2 separate regions of the Sus scrofa genome follow, and region 2 is linked to region 1. Evidence: chromatin contacts called from public Hi-C data. All regions are on one chromosome and are shown on one strand. Each heading gives the region's core, a stretch centred on a gene start, on an enhancer-like site or on the middle of the called end of the contact. The rest is flanking DNA. Distances are from core to core; before and after follow the strand shown.

The links. Hi-C and Micro-C count contacts between places; a contact is called where the count stands out from the background.
Region 2: a contact with region 1 is called in a Hi-C map of skeletal muscle, with 2.6 times the contacts expected there. The contact joins two enhancer-like sites. A contact is called at or near these places in 14 of 47 Hi-C or Micro-C datasets (embryonic fibroblasts, fetal heart ventricle, fetal skeletal muscle and 7 more) and 1 of 2 datasets of contacts at active chromatin or transcription factors (skeletal muscle).

Annotation. Positions count from the first base shown.
Region 1 is chr18:19,379,181-19,386,145 of Sscrofa11.1, reverse strand. The region is part of intron 1 of AHCYL2 (adenosylhomocysteinase 3); the gene reads left to right. Among named protein-coding and RNA genes, the nearest start is that of AHCYL2, 59 kb to the left of the region's middle. Within about 2 kb of position 2,800, at least 8 of the 83 cell types and tissues checked have an H3K27ac peak or open chromatin away from gene starts, as enhancers often do. A contact at or near this core is called in skeletal muscle, where this site is marked.
Region 2 is chr18:19,488,879-19,495,843 of Sscrofa11.1, reverse strand. TSPAN33 (tetraspanin-33) reads left to right here. Exons shown (of 8, transcript XM_003134681.4): 7 at 787-948; 8 at 1,158-2,234. The coding sequence ends at 1,259. Among named protein-coding and RNA genes, the nearest start is that of SMO, 14 kb to the right of the region's middle. Within about 2 kb of position 2,748, at least 37 of the 83 cell types and tissues checked have an H3K27ac peak or open chromatin away from gene starts, as enhancers often do. A contact at or near this core is called in skeletal muscle, where this site is marked.

The DNA.
Region 1 (6,965 bases), core at 1,551-4,050:
TGTCAGAAAAGATGTTTGATATGATTTCAGTCTTCTTAAATGTACTCAGACTTGCTTTGTGGCTTAGTATGTGATCTGTCCTGGAGAATATTCCATGTGCACTTGAAAAGAATGTGTATTCTGCTACTTTTGGATGGAACGTTCTATGTATATCTGCTAAGTCTATCTGATCTAATATGTTGGAGAATCATTACTCTTAAAAGCATGTTGCTTAACCACCTCTCTTCAAATTGATATAGCAAAGACATCTAGTAGCATTCCCTTCTTTCTATCTTTGAAACTTTAGTTTTGGGAAGCTCTGTTTTAATGGTTGAGGAAAAAAGTTTTAGAAAAGGAAACCAAGAAATAACAAAGCTAAATTAATTTTAATGAGAAATATGTTTGTTGCTGATTTTCCATGACTGAGAGATAAAAAAATACTCTTGTACTACATAACAGTTATGTGCAAATATATGTATGCCCCTTCAACTAGTATCAGTATCTAAATATGGCCTTGAAAATGTCCTAAGAGAAGCCACAAATCGATTATGGCCACAGAATAAAATTTATCTGAGGGAACCCAACACACATCCAACTTTTTTCAAATAAAAACAGTAACAACAAATTCTTATAGGTCAGGGTTAACATGTTGAAGTCATTGAATTATTTATAGCAGTTATCTTTTAATGAAATACAATAAATCCCAGGAAAGAGATGGCTTAGTATGACTTTATAAATGATATTGAGAATAAGACTCAGGCGTGATTTGTTTTAAACTCAAGAAATTCATTTGAAGAGACTGTTAATTCACTCTTAGGAACTTATTTCATAGTCAGTGTGATCCTTTATTGGTTGTGGAAAGTGCTTTATCCCATTTGGCTTATTCAGTAGTAGTGGAGAAGGATTATTAAAATTAATGTTCGTATTATTCTTTTTGTGTGGCTCTAACTAGTTATTTTGCAGGAAAAGTAACATTGATTCATTTCTACCTCACTGAGAGGCTGAATGGTGTATTCTAGCTGCTGTTCAAGTATATGTTTAGTTTGTAGAACAATTACTTTGTGTACCCATGATAAATGTTATTTATTTGGACACATTTGCCTTTTCCTATTTTTTTCTTAATTGGTTTGACTGCATCTCTAAAAGCTGCTCATTAGAGTGACAGCCAAAAAAACCCCACATGTCTGAGGGAAGTGCCAGGAAAACATTAATGTTAATGTTCCAGTTTCCCTAATCCTCATCCCATAATTTTTAGGGGTTGCTGAAATCAGATGAGTTAGCCTCTTTCAAGGGCTTGTGATCTGTTTAGGACTGTTCCAAGGGAGGGCATTAACATTTGAGTGCCTTTTATGTATCAGGCACTTAACATGTGTTAAATCATTTAATTCTATGAGTTCTGTGAGGTAGATGGTATACTGATTTTACAGATAAAGAAATTAGAGCTAGTTATCAATTTACCCTACGTCATACACCCTAAGTGGCAAGACTTTGAACCCATCTCACTCTCCAAATGGCACTCTTCCTACTATACTGCCGGAATCTATATCTTCTACACTAACCTGATGGAACACGCTGTTCTCTGTTAGTAAAGTTTCAATACGTTGGAGCTGATAACAGGATTAGTAGACATATTAAAGAGACTGTAAAGATATGTAATGTGTAGGAAATTGCAGGACAATAGGAGAACAGCATATTAGACCCAATATTTAGATCCACTACCTAATACTGGACAAGTGATATATTGCCTTTGTTGCAGGTTCACAGTGTTTAAAATGAGGATAATGTCTTCTCTGCCTTCCCAGTGCCTTTTCCTATTTTTTTCTTAATTGTTTTGACTGCATCTCTAAAACCAATGGGGTGTTGAGAGACAGAGAGAGAAAGCTTTAAATAGTATAAAACTTTACAGATGTGAAGTATTATGTATTATGATTATGGAGAGTCATGTAGCTTGGTGGATTGGTATCATTCTTTTAACTATGGAACAATTAGTTGATCTGGCAGTAGGCCACTGGAACTCAAAGAAATAGTGCCTGTCAATCACAGTCATTTCTTGGATGGAAGAATTGAAAAATAGCACAGCAGTTGTTCTCCTTGACCTCTTTCTCTGAAAGGGAATTTGATTAGGCAAGCTGGTTTCATAATAGAGTAGAGCCTCTCCCTTCTCTCCAGGGAATTGAAGCTGAGCAGCCAGCCTTGTTCTGTGAAGCTAGAGCAATCTGGCTTTAAAGGATTTAACTAAATTTATTGTGATTAAGGTTTTATGAGGGATGTCCACTGCAGAGCAGCAGCTTTAAAAATGTTACATGTGAGTCAGTCTGTGTCCCTAGGTTGAGAACAGTAAACTGCAACTAGGTTAAGCTCAGGGAATAGGACTCAATAGCATCTTGAAAAGAAGCCTAGATTCTGACAGCAGAAAAAGAGGCAGCAGGGGGACCAATTGTATGGATTGTAGAATTGAGCCCCCATCTAGGCATGTGGTATTTCTCCAGACCTTTGTTAGTGAGCTGACTCATGGACTTTCCCATTATATAGGGAAGAAAATTTAAACACAACACTCAACACGGATAGGCACATAATAAGTAAGTATATGAATGTTCCATAAAAACAATTACAGAATTATGCCTAATTATTGTTTTAAGGTGCAAGCACTGAATGGCCAGAGAAAAGGATTAACCACAGGCATCCCTGGAAGGTTACTGCATGCCCTGGTGGACTCACATTGTCTCTAACTAGGAAGATCTTGCTCAATCCTTATATTCTCTCAGCAGTTGCTGGCATTGCTGGGGGTTTGTACGAATATATGTGGAGATAAAGCCATTGGTTTAAGTAATTTGGCCAAAGTCAGGATAAAAATAGATTATTAGTCAGTTTTTCTTAAAGGTTCTCTACATGCATACTGTTGCCTTTTATTTGCTAAATATATTTTGGATAAATAATATAGCTAATTTTAGACCCTGGAATCTTGTACCTTATGCCAGCCTCTTGGCTCTGCTGTTTCCATATTTACCTCTAGTTACTTATAGAAACTCATTGGAGATTTAAAAATGGTTACAAGGTTCTTATTTGGGGGAAATCACTTAGGGTTACTCAAAATGGGTATTTGTTGAAAGTAATCAAGAAACTAATAGGAGTAGAGGAGAGGCTACATAGAGGAGCCAGTGAAGAACCACTGATCCCCATAATACACTGTCAACCACAGACTTTCCTTCCAGTTAGCTAGTTGATCAAAAAATCAGAAACATCCAGGGAAGAAAGATAAAGTATTTTCTGGTGTCATGTTGGCTTTTATTGGATTTAAATATTTTGGCTTTTATCCGTGAAATTGATAGAGAGAGTATATGCCCGGGATTTATTAAAATGGAAAGGTTAAAGTGCTAAAGACTGTATTTCACATGACCTGAAAGGTGAAATAAAAATGTCTGAACCTTCTGATACTGAGTGGTTTAGAGCAGTACTCAAAGTAAATGACTTCTGAAAGGAGCCTTTTAAGAGATGAATGTGGGAGTCCCCGTCGTGGCGCAGCGGTTATCGAGTCCGACTAGGAACCGTGAGGTTGCAGGTTCGGTCCCTGGCCTTGCTCAGTGGGTTAAGGATCCGGCTTTGCTGTGAGCTATGGTGTAGGTCGCAGACACGACTCGGATCCTGCATTGCTGTGGCTGTGGCGTAGGCCAGCGGCTACGGCTCCAATTCGACCCCTAGCCTGGGAATCTCCATATGCCGCGCGCGGAAGCGGCCCAAGAAATGGCAAAAAGACAAAAAAAAAAAAAAAAAAAAAGAGAGCGAGAGAGAGAGAGAGAGAGAGAGATGAATGTGTTTCTTCATTTTAAATTAAACTTGCTAAGTTATAGTCTGTGTAACCTTGTTTGGTGAATTAGAGTTTTTAGAGGCTTTCATTTATGTTCTTTTTTTCTAAGATTTAGTATAAGATGTCAACCTTTCTTGAAGTAGGAAGCCAACTTGTTAAGGCTCTGTGTTTGTGTGTGTGTGTGATTATATATTGTGCAATGTGTAACTATAAGAGAGGTGGTTGGGGGCGTGACAGGAAAAGATTATAGAGAGGTGGCTTCTCCAAAGAGAGGGAGCTTCTGTTACTTATTCCAATTAGAAATTATTGTACTGCATATGTCCCCTGGGTCGTGATGATGGCAGGGGTTGCCTATGAGTCCTTTGCACTTAGCATGCTTTACTCGGAAATAAGCTTCTCTTAAAACCTGCCTGAGTTGTGCATACTGAAATTAGAGGGAGAGAAGCTCCTGTTGGGAGCTTTGGGGAAGGTAGTGAATGGCTCCAAGGTACTGAGTACTTGGATGCTTTTGCCTGAGGCCTAATAAAATCAGCTTCCTTCCTCCTACCTACTGCTAGAGAAATTGCCTTATAGCTCTGGACTAGTGGCCCAGTAATTAGAACCATGATTCTGTTCCTATCATTTGCAGTATATAAAAGAAAATTTTTTTCTTGTTTATAAAATGAGAACAAATCTTTGAGAAGGATTTTTTTGTTAATGAAGGTAAATAATGTTTGAAGCTCTTATCAAAATTATTACTTGCTGAATAGCTGAATAGTATTCCCAGTTTATGTAAACAAGTAGTTTGAGAGTATACAAAAGAAAGCCTGAGGTTTGAGTTGAGAGGAAAGATACTTACCTCACTGAGAGTAAATGATTAGAAAATATGTTTTTATTGGCGAGAGAAGAAAACCTTTAATCTAGCCGATAAAGTAGGTTCGTATTCTGTTGGGAATGAAGTGATCAGCATCAGCCTTTCTATTTTGATCCCTTAGTTAAATCCAACTTAAGAAACGTAAGGTAGCCTGGTTTTACTGCTGAAGTAGGGGAAACAAATCACGTCGTCCTATCTAGTTAACTAAATATTTCAAGGTAAGGATCTAAAAAGATAGTTTAATTTTCCACTACAACTTGAACTCAAATTTTGCTACTCTAGTTTGGTTAGAAACTGTCTCCACCTGCTGGCCACAATTCAGTTGACATTTCATGAGGATACTTGCTGTTTTGTTTTATTTTATTTTCCTGAAACATATGGAAATATATCAGCTGTGGAAGGTGCCTAGGTAGGGTTGCAGTGACAAAATACTATATACCTTTATGTAGCTTTCCCTAAAATTCCTAGAGGAGACTTGGAGAGTTCTTACAAAAGGTTACTTGGGGAATAAATGGAAGAAAAGCAGGGTAAGGGCTTATAAGAACTAAACGAAATAGAGGAACTCTTTGGAGTTCCCGTCGTGGCGCAGCGGAAACAATTCCAACTAGGAACCATGAGGTTGTGGGTTCGATCCCTGGCCTCACTCAGTGGGTTAAGGATCCAGCAGTGCCATGAGCTGTGGTGAGACACAGCTCGGATCTGGCATTGCTGTGGCTCTGGCATAAGCTGGCAGCTACAGCTCCAATTAGACCCCTTGCCTGGGAACCTCCATATGCTGTGGGTGCAGCCCTAAAAAGACAAAAGACCAAAAAAAAAAAAAAAGATGAACTCTTGTTAAGTGGCACATTTGCAAGAGTATGTTTGATACTTGTCATTCTACCAGTTGAATTAAGACTAATTTACTTATTAAACTAAGCTTTGTTAATTCTAATTGACTAAGGTCATCATTTTCCAAATTGTTGGTTCAAGCTCTTGTGCTCATTTGGAAATAATTGTCACTGTCACCATCGAATTATACAATAAAATAAAACTTTTTTTTTTTTTTTTTTTTTTTTTTTTTTTGGTTAGTGGTTAGATAACTTTTTTTGGAATTTGTCGGATAGTAAGGATTTTAGGCTTCCCAGGCCACGTGTCCTTGTTGCAACAACTCGGCTCTGCTGTTGTAGCACAAAGTAACAACCATAGACAACATGTAAATCAAAATGAGTGTGGCTGTGGTTCCAATAAAACTTTATTTAAGAAAACTGAAGTTTGAATGTCATGTAATTTCCGTGTACCATGATATATTGTTGTAAAGTTTTAAAATATCATTTTAACATACAGAAACCATCCTTAGTTCATGAGCTATTACAAAAATAGGCAGTGTGCCAAAATGGTCTTTGGGCCATAGCTTGCTGACCCCTGCTTTATATTCAGACATATTTAAAATAATTCACTGAGTTCTTATATCCCATGGAAGTGATAGTTTAGATGAGAATGTCTCAACCTTCAGGAGTATTTTCGTGCTCTTATGACTTGTCAGGAGGGTGTTGTACCTGTTCACTGTTATCACCAGGCATACAGTGTAGAAGTACACACCTTTGTTTATATAGAAGATGACTCTGTATCCACACACATGGGATCTGATCTGTTCTGATTTATTGTATTTCTAGTTTAGATAATTTAAATCCAAAACACCAAAATGTTTTTTTCTAAGAGTGTCTTAGCACATAATTATATGTATTGAAGATTCTTTATGTGAATTTAAAAGCCAGAAACATTCAGATAATGGAATTAGTCTAAAGAGATCTCAAAAAATAAACATTTTTATAATGAAGAATAATTTGCTGGAGTTCCCGTTGAGGCGCAGTGGAAACGAATCTGACTAGTAACCATGAGGACGCAGGTTCGATCCCTGGCCTCACTCAGTAGATTAAGGATCTGACGTTGCCATGAGCTGCTGTGTAGGTCACAAATGGGGCTTGGATCTGGCATTGCTGTAGCTGTGGCATAGACCAGAGGCTACAGCTCTGATTCAGCCCCTAGCCGGGAACCTCCATATGCTGCAGGTGGGGGCCTAAAACAAAAACAAACAAACAAACAAAAAAAAAAGAAAGAAAGAAAAGAAAAAAAAAAGACTAATTTGCTGTGGTAAAGGGCATGTGATTTTGGTGCTGAGACATATGAGCGACATGATATAGACAGGCTAGTGTGGATCATTACAGACAGCTTCACTGATGGTTCATGGTCATGTGGTAGTTTTAAGTCTGTTATATTTTGAGATATAAGTATTTTAAAGCATTGACTTATAAATACTGATAGTCACAAATGATTGGTCATTTCAGTTAC
Region 2 (6,965 bases), core at 1,499-3,998, 110 kb before region 1:
CTGTCTTTTTGTTTTTGCTTTGGTCATGCCTGTGGCATGTGGAAGCTCCCAGGCCAGGAATCCAACCTATGCCACAGGAGTTCCCTCTGTGGCAGTGGGTTAATGATCCAACTTGCTGCCGAGTCCCGGGTTAAAATCCCAGCCTAGGTGCAGTGGGTTAAGGATCCAGTGTTGCCGCAGCTGTAGCATAGGTCACAGCTATGGCTGAGATTCTGTCCCTGGCCCAGTAACTTCCACATGCCATGGGTGTGCCCCCCCCCAAAAAAAATCTGTTTGGCAAACCTGTGCCCCATCAGCAACCCAAGCCCCGCAGTGACAACACTGGATCCTTAACCCACTGTGCCACAAGAGAACTCCAGTTAGAAGTTCTTCTTCACCCCAATCTGATGGCTCTGCTAATTTTTTACTCCTGTAGCTCACAGGGGGTTCAGAAGACACACATCTCTAAAGCAAGGACATCTGGACTCGGACCTCTCAGAAGAAGGGAAGTCTGCATTTAGCGACTTCCAATCAAGCACCCTCCACATATATTCGCTAACAGTGTTGTTTAGGAAGGCTGGGAAGCCCATCAGCTAGGGCCTCAAAGAAAAAGTTAATTGCGGGAGTTCCATCATAGCTCCCCCAGTTAAGGTTCCAGCATTGTCACTGCTATGGCTCTGCACAATTACTCTCTAGCCCTGGAATTTCTGCATGCTGCTGGCACTGCGAAGGAAGGAAGAGGAAAGAAAGAAAAAGAAAAAGTTATTGGAATGAGAGTCCCACTTGGCTTTTCAACTCTCTCCCCAGGCAGTGATCAACACCATGTGTGGCCAAGGTATGCAGGCCCTTGACTACCTAGAAGCTAGTAAAATCATCTACACCAATGGCTGTATTGACAGATTGGTCAACTGGATACACAGCAACCTCTTCGTACTCGGTGGTGTGGCACTGGGCCTAGCCATCCCCCAGGTACCTTACCCTGTAAAACTGTGGGTCTCACAATTCTGTAAAGACTCCTTTGTTTGGGGGAGGGCACCTGAGGATCAGTGAGGGTGTCAGGCACTAACAGTCCTGAGGAGCAGGGGATGTGATGGGCTGACCTGCATTAGGAAGGCGGGGTCAGGGAAAACAAGGGCTACACTCATTGCCGAGGACCAATTCTGTCTCACCTTTCCCAGCTGGTGGGAATCCTGCTGTCTATGATCCTCATGAGTCAGATCAAAGATCAGATCAAGCTACAGCTCTACAACCAGCAGCACCGGGCTGACCCATGGTACTGAGAATCCATCCTGCACCTCTTCAGTAGGGCAGCAGGCAAGCCTCATCAACCAACAGCCGTGGTTACATCTCTCAGCACCAAATGGAGATTTGGATTCCAGCCCCCCAGAGTGAGAGCCCAGGGGGAAGAAGCAACTCCAGATTGCAGAAGGCAGGGTGCACAGGTGGCTCAAGGCTGGGAAGGATGTGGCCCCTCTCCCCCTCCTAGCTCTCAGCATTGTTGTTTTGTTCTGTTTCTAACCTTAAGCATTTGGGTTTATGTTTGGTTTGGTTTGTTTTGTTTTGTCTGAGCAGAGTTGCTTGAGCAACAGCAGGGGCACAGAGTTGTGCGGGCATTAGGCTTCTCACAGAGGCGCTAAAACTGACAACTCTGCTAGGGCTGCTCCTGAGCTTGAACATTCTCAGATTCTGGCTGTTGCCAGCGAGACCTTCCTGGGGAGTGGACACCAGGAACCCCGCCTGGAGTCCAGTTGACATGATACCAGCTCCAGAAGGGAAGAGAGTGGAGCAGGCAATGAGCATGGGGGTCGGATGGGGACAGTTGTATGTGCTGGGTAGGAGTGGAAGGCGATGTGTTTACTAACTGCCTGGCAGGCCATCCTCCCAGGTAGTCTGAGTGAGCTACATCCTGCCCCTCCCTCATTTCCATGGAAACGGGGCAGCAAGGGCAAGGGGTCCAATAGCAGCCAAACTCATCTCTTCTCCCCTCCTTTAAAAAAATGTTTGGAACCATGCTCTCTATATTCTGAAGCCAGCAGAGGTGGGACTGAGCCATAGGTGCCCTTGAATTCCTCCCCTGTCTGGCCCTTCCTCCCCAGCAAGTGGGGTATTTCTTAACCTTGGCAGTGTGCAAAGAAAGAGAGGTAATACCCCCCATTCCTCTGCATCAGAGCTTAGTGTTTCTACAATGTAAGCAGGGATCTTGCTGGGGCTGGGGGAGCCAGAAATGGCAATAAAAGTTTGTTGACCTGGGCTAAGCTAGACTCCATGAATTTTCCATTCCGGCAACTGGAAGGGGAGGGGTATAAGAGCCAAGCCTGGGGTGGGGGAAGGGAGTGGGGGGGGCCTGCCTCCAGGAGGTACCTCCCCACCCCCCACCCCCACCCCCTTAACCAAATGCCCTACTCCCCTCCCGCAACCGCGACCTCTCTGGTCTAAACTAGATCGAGGGGTTCCTAATTCGCATCTGGGAACCGCGTAATTTTATCCCCAAACCTGACGTTCATTTTTCCCCCCGAACTAAAGTGAATTACATTAATGTGCTGACCCAAATTCAGGATGCGTTAGGGAAGGATCTGTCCGGAAATCACAGTCTAGCCCTCTCCGCAGGGAAGGGAGGAGGGATAAAGAGAAGTCATCTCTTCAGGCCCAGTCTAGACCTCCAGTCCTCTCCTCCACCTTCATCTGAGGGCGTTGGGTACCGGGGCCCATCCCGTTTTAGTGACGACTCGGAAAACCGTCCGGCTCTGCGCCGGGCTCGCCAGCGCCGAGCAGCGCGCGAGAGGGCGGCGACCCGGGAGGCCCGGCTGGCGCGTCGCGGGGCGGGGCCGGGGCGGAGCCGCGCGGCGCCGTGGGTGGTCCCCGCCCCCGCGGCGGCTGGCCCGGCGCCTCCGCGCCCATCCCCCGTCCTGGGGGCGGCGCGGCCCCGCCGCTGAGCGGACGTACCCCAACTCCCCCCGCCGCGCCCCGCCGTCGCGGGGCTCACGCTAGGGGTTTGGCCTGGCTGAGGAAAGCGTGGGGAGAAGCCCTCCCGCGCAGGGAAGACAGAGTCGCGAATTCTCTCCCCGCCCCGCTTTCCCTTAAGCCAGCCTTCTGCTCCTGGAAGGGCGCCTTTCCAGCAGCCGCCCGGGGCCCCAGCCAGTTTAGCTCCAGATAGTAACAGAATGGAAAAATAAAATAAAATCATCCCAAATAAATTAAAAATAAGGGCTTTTTATTCCGGGAGAGAAGAGTAAAAAAGCGCGCCTTCTTAGAGCCAGAGTTGCACTTTTTACTACTTCACTTGGTGATGCAGACCCAGAAGTCCATGCTAGGAGCTGGGGTGATGCACGTTCCAGGTTCACCGAATTTGAGAAGCTTACCTGGCAGGGGGCTCATTTAGGGCCTCTTGGAGGAAAAGACCAGGAACGCTGGTCTGCAGACCAAAGATTCAAATCCAAATTTCTTAAACTCCAAACTACACTTAAGTCTCTACCGTCTCTCAGCATTTAGCCGTCTGGGCTTAGACAAAAGGGGTTGGGAATTTCTGACCAAGTCCCAAGCCTTAAACTGCCCTATGCAAATGTTCAGGAACTTAGAGTGTGGTTCAGTGTTTTCCAGCTAGATTCTCTTCTCATTGTCTCTGGCTCTCGGCATTTATCTAGCTTTCTTACTCTTTGGCCTGATGCCAGGAGGGAATATGCCTCAATTTTGGAAAGATTTCTTAATGTAATTTCACGTTTCGATTTAATTTACTCCCTGAATTTGTTTCTAATAACCCTAGTCTCAAGCATGTGGGGTTAACACCAGGATCTTACAACAGCTACCAAATCTGAGCCTCAAAGGTGGGTGAATGGAAGTTTCATGGAGCTGTAGAAATCAGGCTGGATGGGCAGAAGTAGAGAGAAAAGTCCTAAAGGATGATGAAAATTTGGGATGACATGGCAAGAAAGGTACCCCTAGGGCCTCAAGCACTACAGTAAACAAGGACTTGAGGACAAATTTTACAGAATGTTCAGTGAAGTTCTAATTCCTTCTCTATGTTCTATTGCTGCAGTAACAAATCATCATAAATTGGGTGGCTTAATTCAACACAAATTTGTTATCTTAGGTTTTAGAAGTCAGAAGTCTAAAATGGGTCTCACTGAGCTAAAAAATCAAGGTGAGCACAGAGCTAAGTTCCTTCTGAGGGCCCTAGAGAATCCATTTTCCAGCTTTTAGAACATGCGTTCCTTGGTGCCTGGCCTCTTTTCCATCTTTAAAACGCATCACTCCAGGAGTTCTCCTTTGTGGCTCAGCAGTAATGAGCCCCGCTACTAGTATCCATGAGGATGCAAGTTCCATCCCTGGCCTCGCTCAGTGGGTTAAGGATCTGACGTTGCTGTGAGCTGTTGCTTAGGTTGAGACTCTGCTCAGATCCCATGTGGCTGTGGCGAAGGCCAGCAGCTGCACCTCCCAATTTGACCCCTACCCTGGGAACTTCCCATATGCTCTCAGTGCAGCCCTAAAGAGCAAAATAATAATAATAACAATAATAACAAATAAAACACATCACTCCAGCCTCTACTTCTGTGGTCACTTTTTTTTTTTTTTTCTTTTTAGGGCTGTACCTGCAGCATATGGAAGATGGAAGTTCCTAGGCTAGGGGTTGAACTGGAGCTGTAGCTGCCAGCCAGCCTACGCCAGAGCCACAGCAATGCGGGATCTGAGCTGCATCTGTGACCTATGCCACAGCTCACAGCAACACCGGATCCTTAACCCACTGAGCAAGGCCAGGGATTGAACATGTATCCTCATGGATGCTAGTTGGATTCATTACCACCGAGCCACAATGGGAATTCCTGGTCACGTCTTTTTTTGTGTGTGTGTGTGACTCTGACTCTAATATATCTCTCCTGTAGGATCCTTGTGATTAATTCGCGCCTACCCAAATTATCTCTTTGGTTCTTTTTTGTTTGTTTGTTTGTCTTTTGTCTTTTTAGGCCCGCACCTGCGGCACATGGAGGTTCCTAGGCTAGGGGTTCAATCGGAGCTACAGCTGCCAGCCTACACCACAGCAACACAGGATCCAAGCCTCATCTGCAACCTACACCATAGCTCACAGCAATGCCGGATCCTTAACCCACTGATCACAGCCAGGGTTTCCTAGTCAGATTCATTTCCACTGTGCTATGGCGGGAACTCCATCTCTTTGATTCTTAATTTAACCCACGTCTATAAAGTCCCTTTACCATGTAAAGTAATATAATTACAGGTTCTGGGGATTAGGACATGGGACATTTTGGGGTGGCCATTATTCAGCCTGTCACATCCCCTTCCCACTGTCATGCATGACTTGACGTGGAGGGAGATGTGGGAATGAAGGCTTGTTAGATGTTGGCAAGTTTGACTGGGTGTTGTCTGGCCTTCATGCTAATGATTACCTAACATTTATTGTGTGCCTGCTGTGTACCAGGTACGTATTCATTACGAAGTGTGATATGTGAGTCCTTTGCTATTTTCTAACTCGTCTTCATCCCAAAGACCAGATTTGTTAATGGGGCCAGGGACCAGTTTCAGAAAAGGAGAACAGCACAGCTTCTTTCCCCAGAAGAGTTCTTCTGTTCTATTAGTCTAAAAAGGTTAGGAACATTTTGTAAACCCACTCTCCCTCCCCCCAAAAAAAGGTAAGTAACTAGATATTCCAAACTGCCATGGATAAAATAGTCATAGGAGAGAATAAAGCAAGGAGTAACCAAACTCTAGAACTGAGATTGGAAATTAAGCTCTAGAGTCTCCTCACTACCATGCCAGGAGCCTGGTCAATCTTTCAGATGAATGACATAGCATAGAGATTATAGAAATGGTTTTAATCATCAGTGCCTACTAATATACGAGAGGCAACACGGTGAGGAGAGGAGGGGGTTAGGACAAGTGGATAACATTACGGAAAAGAAGTAACTTGGATACATATCTCACTTCATACACTGCAACGCATTCCAGAGGGGTAAAAGAATATTTTAAAGTAAAACAAACAATAAAAATGAAAATCAGAATATCCTATTTGTCCTAGCTGTCAAGAACCAGAGTGAATAGCTTTTCAGTGCATTTGCCCAGCTCACAGTGATTCTACCTTCTTTGGAAACTGGCCTCCTATTCCAAAGTCTAAAGATGGGTCTTGAGAAGCCGTGTTTGCACTATAAGACCTGGTCTCCTGGACAGAACTGACCAGATCTGGCTTAGGCTCTGTATTAGTGTCCTAGTGCTGCTGTAACAAAGTATAGTTGACCCTTGAGCCATGCAAGGGGTTGGGGCACCAACACCCCATGCAGTCAGAAATCCCTAGAGAACTTCACAGTCGGCCTTCTGTATCTGCACTTCTGCATCTGCAGAGTCAACCAGCCCTGACGATGTAGTATTGCAGTATGTATTTATTGAAAAACTCCAAATATAAGGAGACCAGTGCTATTCAAACCTGTGTTGTCAAAAGTCAACTGGACTACAAACTGGATGGCTCAAAACAACAGAATTTATTGTCTCACAGTTCGGCAAGCCAGAAGTTTGAAATCAAGGTGTTGGCAGGGCCATGCTTCCTCTGGCCTCTAAGAAAGGATTTCTCCCTGCCTCTTCCAGCTTCTGGTGGCCCCAGGCATTCCTTGCCTTGTGGCAATATAACTACACCTCTGCCTTCATCTTCATGTGGTGATCCTCCCTCTGTCTGTGTCCTTTTTCTTTTTCTTTTTCTTTTTTTGTCGTTTTGCCATTTCTAGGGTTGCTCCCACAGCATATGGAGGTTCCCAGGCTAGGGGTCTAATTGGAGCTGTTGCCGCTTGCCTACGCCACAGCCACAGCAACACTGGATCCGAGCCGCGTCTGCAGCCTACACCACAGCTCACAGCAACGCTGGATCCTTCACCCACTGAGCAAGGCCAGGGATCAAACCCAAAACTAATGGTTCCTGGTCGGATTCATTAACCACTGAGCCACGACGGGAACTCCTGTGGCCTTCTCATAAAGACACCAGTTATATT